Linked DNA regions of Hordeum vulgare: region 1 is linked to region 2. The links are chromatin contacts, called in public Hi-C maps. All regions are on one chromosome and are shown on one strand. The core of a region is the stretch at or near the end of the contact, and the rest is flanking DNA. Distances in the headings are between cores, read along the strand shown. Region 1 holds the start of LOC123448839 (acetate--CoA ligase CCL3-like). Region 2 has its middle 9.4 kb from the start of LOC123446565.

Region 1 (3,512 bases), core at 599-3,098, 220 kb after region 2:
TTCCAGAAAATTTCTTGAAATTCCGGAACATTTTTGAAATTTTGAAAACATGAACTTTTTGTTGAATTTCTTAAAGTATTTTTTGAAAACATGAACTATTTTTAAAATAGGGAACATTTTTTCTAGAATATTTTTTCAAATTCCGGAACATCTTTCAACTTCCGGAACATTTTTTCAAATTTCGGACCATTTTTTCAAATTCCAGAACATTTTTTCAAATTTCAAATTTTTTTCAAATTGTGGAACATTTTTTCAATTCCGGAACTTTTTTCAATTCTGGAACATTTTTTTAATTCCGGAACATTTTTTTAGATTCTGGAACTTTTTTCAATTTCCAGAAAATTTCTTGAAATTCCGGAACATTTTTGAAATTTTTGAACGCTCTTTTAAATTTCAAAATATTTTTTCAAAATCCAAAATAATTTTGAACCAAAAAAAGAAACAAAAACAGAAATAGAAAAAAAACGGTTTAGGAAACCTTCTAAAAGTTTCTCAAAACCGAAAAAAGGTTGGAACCTCTAGAAGGTTACCAAAACCAGGCACGGCACCCTCGCTACCTGGGCCAACCCAAATATCGTGCCCGCTCTGTGCGAAGCCTCTCGCAGAGAGCGGTAAATAGGATTTTCTTAGGAGCTCCCCTCAAAGTCGGGATCGATGGAGCTTCTAATGGGCCGACCCGTCTTGGTTGATCGCGTATGGGACACTCTGACAATTTAACGCATGATGCATTAAATATGAATTTATGAAATTATTAATTAAGGAGTTTCTTTCTAAAGATCACTCCCATCTTCTTTGGTTACGACAACAGCTTAATAATTTTTTTCTTTTTTCGTAGATGCGTATTATCAAAACGTTTTATCTTTTAAGCCGTACGTACAAATCTCGAACCGTTTTCATCGTTGGGTTCGTCGCGTCAACATCTTCAAAAATTAGAACCCCATGTTGATAGATTTTGATGACCTCTTTTTTACGAAAAATCCAGACAAAAAAACGGTGTCTCTTGGGCTAGAAAAACACGTTTTTCGTTTCTGAAAGACACAGATGTGCCTCTCGCAAGGCAAAACCGCATGTCTCGTGAAAGCAAAATTGGGCCCCTTACACGCAAAAGAAGAAAACTCGTTTTTTCGTTTTCGAGAGGCACAACCATGCCACTCGCGAAAGAAAAATCGTGCCTCTTAAAAAAACAGAAAATGTGTTTTTTGTTCGTGCCTTTCGCGAAAATAAAATTGTGTCTCTCACGGAAGCAAAATCATGTCTCTCGTAAAAAAGAAAAATGTGTGTTTTTTGAAAAATCGTGTCTCTTAAGAAAACAAAACCATGCTTCTCACAAAAAATATATTTTTCCACGCAAGTTTTTTTGAATTTCAGACAAACCAATTTAAAAAACCAAAAACACGTGTGAAAAAAATAGAAATAAGAAATCTGAAAAAAAGCTCAAAGTGCGACACCTGAGAATGGCTAAGAATATGCTAAGTAACTTATGTGGAAGTGATTATTAGGAGGTTTCGGAAGGAGAGCTCCATAACTAGCTGCTCCTTAGGATTTGCCGCAAAAAAGACCTACGCTACTGACCGACGGGTCTTATTTGGAAGCACGGCCCGTGGGCCGTGGCCACTGCGAGCAGGGCAGAGTCTCAGGCCCCGTGTTCAGTGACTGCCTTTAGCCCATTCCATGAAGGTGGCGAAATCCAAATTAAAGTCTCTCGCCTACCACACTCGTCCGATCCTCAGCGTCCGCCCTTTGATCGGACGGGCGTCGCGGCGTACAGGCCATTCGCAGATCGTACCCACCTGGACACCTCTGCGAACTATAAATGGCACTGGGCGTCTCGTGCCGTAACTCACAGTCACACCTACCTACACTCTCGTCTCACGCTTTCGATACACTCCCGTTTCGTCGCCTTCGTCGTCTCCCTAGCAGAGGAGAGAGAGAGAGAGCGGAGAGGATGGGCTCAGAGGGGCCGGGGCATGGGTTCGGATCCGGGGCGCCGGGGCCGGACATCGACGATCTCCCGCGGAACGACGCCAACTACACGGCGCTGACGCCGCTCTGGTTCCTCGAGCGGGCCGCCCTGGCCCAGCCGGACAGGGCGTCCGTCGTGCACGGCCCGGTCCGGTACACCTGGGCCGAGACCTACCGCCGGTGCCGCCGCCTCGCCTCTGCACTGGCGCGCCGATCTGTCGGCCACGGCAGCACTGTAAATCTCTAATCTCTCCCCTGCTTCCTAATTCCTTCCTAGAGAGCTCCATGTTTTGTCCCCTTTCTGGTCTAGAGAGGCAAACAAGCGAGCACGAGAGAGCTGATTGTGAGTCGGTGTAGATTCTGTGTTGTATGACCTCCATTCAGTTACTCCCTTCGATCAATACTAATTACCGCTGATTTGGTACAACTTTGTACTAAGTCAGCAACACTTAATATGGGTCCGAGGGACTAGTAATTTGTGGGGCTCTTAAAGGGAAGAAGAACCATTATGAACTGAATTTCTTGCCATATTTATAGTTGGAGGCATGCTACTGTTTTTTCTTCTTCTTCTATATATTGGGAGATACGATCCACTTAATAATGTAAACTTTTATTCTAGTTTTGCGGGGCATCAGAACTGCAAGAAGTTTACCTTTCATTTCCAGTAGGATGGAAACATGGGATCTCCATAGTTTGAAAAAACAAACGAAATGAGAAGAACAAGCATAAGACAGCACTGTCACTGTTTCCAATTTGATGGAAACATGTGATCAAGCCTCTATAAGGATGCTCCTAATATGTATATGTTGCCAAAAAAGGGTGCTCCTAACCACACGCTAGTTCAGTAGCGTTGCTCATCAAAGAAAACACGGAACCGTCACTGTTTCTGGTCAAATGGGATAAGCTTATCTCTTTCTTTTCTTGTTCGTCTCTGTCCAAGATATTATACTGGCGTATCTTTCCTGTAAGCGCCAAAGAAGAATGTGGAATGATGGTTTATTTTTTGTTTGCCAAGTCATAATTTGTACCAATACCTGTGACTATTTTTTAACTGCTGTGATTTTATATGGTTCATAGCTTCGTTGCATATTGCAGTGGCCTTTTAAGACTTTTGTATTAGACAGTACTTATTTGTTTTTCTACTTGCTTGACTAGGTTGCTGTGGTAGCTCCAAATGTTCCCGCAGTGTACGAAGCTCATTTTGGTGTTCCAATGTCTGGAGCTGTCGTGAACTGCATAAACATCCGGTTAAATGCTGAGACGATCGCATTCCTTCTTGATCATTCCGTGGCAGAAGTTGTGATGGTGGACCAAGAATTCTTCACCCTAGCCGAAGAATCCCTGAAGATAGTATCAGAGAAGAAGAAACAGAATTTTCGGCCTCCAGTCCTAATTGTTATCGCCGATCCAACCTGTGAACCTAAGTCTCTACAATACGCTCTAGGACAAGGGGCCATTGAGTATGAGGATTTCCTGAAAACCGGTGACCCAGAATTCAACTGGAAGCCACCGAAGGATGAATGGCAGAGCATTGCCTTAGGTTATACTTC
Region 2 (3,610 bases), core at 1,081-3,580:
CCAAAGTACCACCTTCACGTTATGCAAAATACATGTTGATGCAGGTGTACCGAGGGGAAGAGGGGGAACTGCGACTGTTGTTTGTCGTGATGAACGAGGAAACTATTTGGGGAGTTCTTTCCTTATCATGAGGGGAGTGGATGACCTATCGATCTTGGAGACGATCGCTTGCCGATAGGCATTTGCGTTGGCGGAGGATCTTCACATGCATAAAGTGATCATAGCATCTGATGCTAAATAAGTAGTCGTAGATATAAACAAGGGAACAAGAGGAGGGAATGGAGCAACCATCGGTGAAATTTTAGCTTCTACTACCTTACTTCAGTGTATCTTACTTTTGAAAATCGCAATGTAAACTTAGAAGCTCATAAGTTAGCCAAGCATTCTTTGTCGCTAGGTTTCGGGCGTCATGTGTGGTTTGGCCACCCGCATGACCCAACATGTATCCCATATTCTGTGGATTTTGATGAATAAAGCTTGGTTAAGTCTACTAAAAACCGGCGCGTATAAGAAATGTTGTTAACTATTCGTTTGTTCAAGGTCCCTTTACCGAGCTGATGTTCCCACATATTCGGGTCCTAATATTAATGTATTTCGATACACAAATACATACACAAAAAGCATCTGTAATACACACAAAGTTACAATTCAATTCAGAGGCCAGCATATTTTTGACCATGCTATCGTGAATTAACTGTGGTTGGTTGGTTAGTAGGACAGTGATATTCCTAGCCCATCAAAGTTGAAATTTTAGATTTGATACTGATGTTTGCATTTTTTTGATTTTTTTAATGCCTTTCGACAATGTGAGTTTCATGGAAGTAGACATTCATGTTGACTATGAAGATGTGTATGGTAATTTTGTTAATATCGAAATAATATAACAGCTTAGTCTCGAAGGTTTTCATAAAAATAATGCGTGTGTCATTTTATAAAACTAAATGTGCGTATGTGTATGAGCATTTATGCATGTATAGTACTCCCTTCATCCTAAAATAAATATCTTAAGTTTAATATAACTTTATACTAGTTTTAGTATAAAGTTGAGACGTTTATTTTAAGAGAGAGAGTATAAAAAAATGTTGCCTACGAATATGCCCCGCCGTGCTAGATTGGCTTAAAATACTGTTTACTGTTGTTACTCTGGAACACCTCGAGCGTCGGTGATTGTTCCGATCGGAGTGTCGGCGGTGGTCCACCGAACAAAACCTTTCTTCATGATATGACGCTTACGAGATGAACATGTATATATTTTTCTTGTGCCCAGTCAAAGAAAATCATGTATGGATGCTGAGTTTGGCAGGTGCATTTGGCAGTCCACAACTCTGTATACGTATGGACTATCAAGTTTAGTTCATTTGGTCAAACTAACGTCACACGTAGAGACGTACAGTGCTTAATCAAAATAAGTGTCATTCCACATGCATTACGCCATATATTACAAAGGGAATACTGCTACTGACAAGCAATCACCTAAACACTAACCACATGTTTTGTTGCAAGGTTACAACTAACCAAGGAAACCAGTACGATGACATAACTAAAGTATCTATAGTCGAAACTTACAAATTCAGCCCTCAATACGTCCGTGGACATGTCTGATCAGTGACCGAACGTGTTCCGTATTGTCCGTCCGCGTAAGCACATTCTTCATTTTTTGTCTTCATATGTTCGACCACCTACACGTGATTGATGTAGAGGAAGAGGAAGAAAGAATGAATGAATAAAGAAAAAATAAAAATGATCCGGGATGGAGTTGTGTCTTGTGTGACAGACTGATCGGGTGTCGGAGCGCGTCCGCGAGCACTCATATGCTCTTCATATTTAAGATGGATACGATGGTTCATGAATAGCCTGGACATGATATGAGAGATCTGATTGGATCATTTATTTCCTTTTTTTTCCAGTCACTCACCGAATACGTGTGCGGATTTATGATGTATCATTTGACTGTAAATGCTCTAATGCAAGCAGATCTTTCTTTAGATTTTCTTTCCTTCTGGTCGTATCGTATGTTTGCAAGACCATATATAGTACAGTACATCTAGAATATGTGTGCATGACACTTGAACTAATGCGTGCAGAGCAACAGAATCGCTTGAGCAAGAAGCGAAGTGTCCTTTTCAAACAGCGGGAGAGTCGGTTCCGACCAACCCGGACGCCGGTTGGTCGAACTGGATTAGATTACAAGAATACAAGTGCCGGCTGGTCCAAGGAGATGACGAGTTATTACTTGGACTAGATTTATCAGCAATTCAGCATGTCTCCTGCAGATCGAAGCTTCGTGCTTATTAACCTGGTTGGTGCACATCCCTCTCCGACCAAACCGAAGCCACCATGAATTCCTATCGACCACCGTCGCTACGGCAGCAAGTTGGCCACGCTCAAGTCGCACCCCATTCTGTCGCTCCTTGGCCTCACTTGAGCTGTTGAGCATGCAGCTAGACCCCGGAAGAAACAAAACTCATGCTGGTGCCAACATTTTTTTAGGGCATGCTCGTGCCAAATTTTGATTTGACCTTTCTTCTTTGATTGGGGATGGTCGTGGGTAGTTTTCTTTTTAACATAGTACAAACTCAAACGTTTATATCACACACTTACCTCTATAAATGCATATACACGCATTTTATCTCTACAAACACTTTTAAAAGACTGAGCCACTGAATCATCTTGAGACTTACGAAGTCATCGTAAACTTTTCGTCATCGTCGAAAACGTCTCCTCCTACTCAAAGCATATCATCAGAAATCCTAAAATAAATCTAGAAATAATAAATGGATCAGGATTTAAACCCTAGTAGTACTACTAATCTACTACTACCTTCGTTTTTAAATACAAGTCTTTAAAAAGATTTCACTGCAGGCTACATATAAAACAAAATAAGTGAATCTATACTTTAAAATATGTTTATATATATTCGTCTACTGTCCATATGAAATCTCGAAACGGAGGGAGTATAATGCTAGTCATACTGAATAAGTACTAACATGCATATGAAGAAATACATCATGCTCTCATATACAAGCGCACCCTATATACAAAAATGATTTAGCAATTAGAAAAAATCTTGGGTTAAAGATTCGCAAAAAAGCGCTATATACAAGCATTATTGATTGTTGTCAAAGATTTGTTTTTTGGCCCCTGTAGTCTATGTCAATTATTTCTTGGCCAAACTTTTTGCCCAAATACAATGATTGATCTTATATGATTCCAAGTAAGATTTGTTTTTTGAATTACTAAATTATTTGGCGCGTGCGCATATCTGAGAGCACCAAATTCACGTCCAGATGCTCCAGATGATCCTCTCCGCTTCCTCTTGCACCGTGTGTGGTGCGGCCGTGGCCACCGAGGACGTGGGTTGGGGTAGAGGGTGGCGGCCCTTGGAGGAGGAACTGTTGGCGGCGACGATCTTGCTCAAAGACCACGCCTCGCTGTACATGCCCATCTCCACATCGAAACGGAGGAGACGATGTTTGGTCGTCTCTGGCATCGTCATGGAAGGGTCAAGGGCCATGCGAGGTCCGGGTTCGTCGCGATGTGTGAATGCGGGATGATTGGAGTCCGCAAACTTGGATCAGTGCGCCGCATTGCGCATGTCCCGCTGTCGTTG

Evidence for each region. A called contact is a pair of places that touch in the nucleus more often than the background predicts.
Region 1: a contact with region 2 is called in a Hi-C map of seedling, with 2.0 times the contacts expected there. The contact joins the promoter of LOC123448839 here to the enhancer-like site in region 2. A contact is called at or near these places in 1 of 6 Hi-C or Micro-C datasets (seedling) and 1 of 1 datasets of contacts at active chromatin or transcription factors (embryo).

What each region holds. Positions count from the first base shown.
Region 1 is chr4H:432,204,836-432,208,347 of MorexV3_pseudomolecules_assembly, forward strand. LOC123448839 (acetate--CoA ligase CCL3-like) reads left to right here and starts at 1,849. Exons shown (of 3, transcript XM_045125861.1): 1 at 1,849-2,197; 2 at 3,118-3,512. The coding sequence starts at 1,946.
Region 2 is chr4H:431,983,806-431,987,415 of MorexV3_pseudomolecules_assembly, forward strand. No RefSeq gene overlaps it. Among protein-coding and RNA genes, the nearest start is that of LOC123446565, 9.4 kb to the right of the region's middle. Within about 2 kb of position 2,331, at least 1 of the 3 cell types and tissues checked has open chromatin away from gene starts, as enhancers often do. A contact at or near this core is called in seedling, where this site is marked.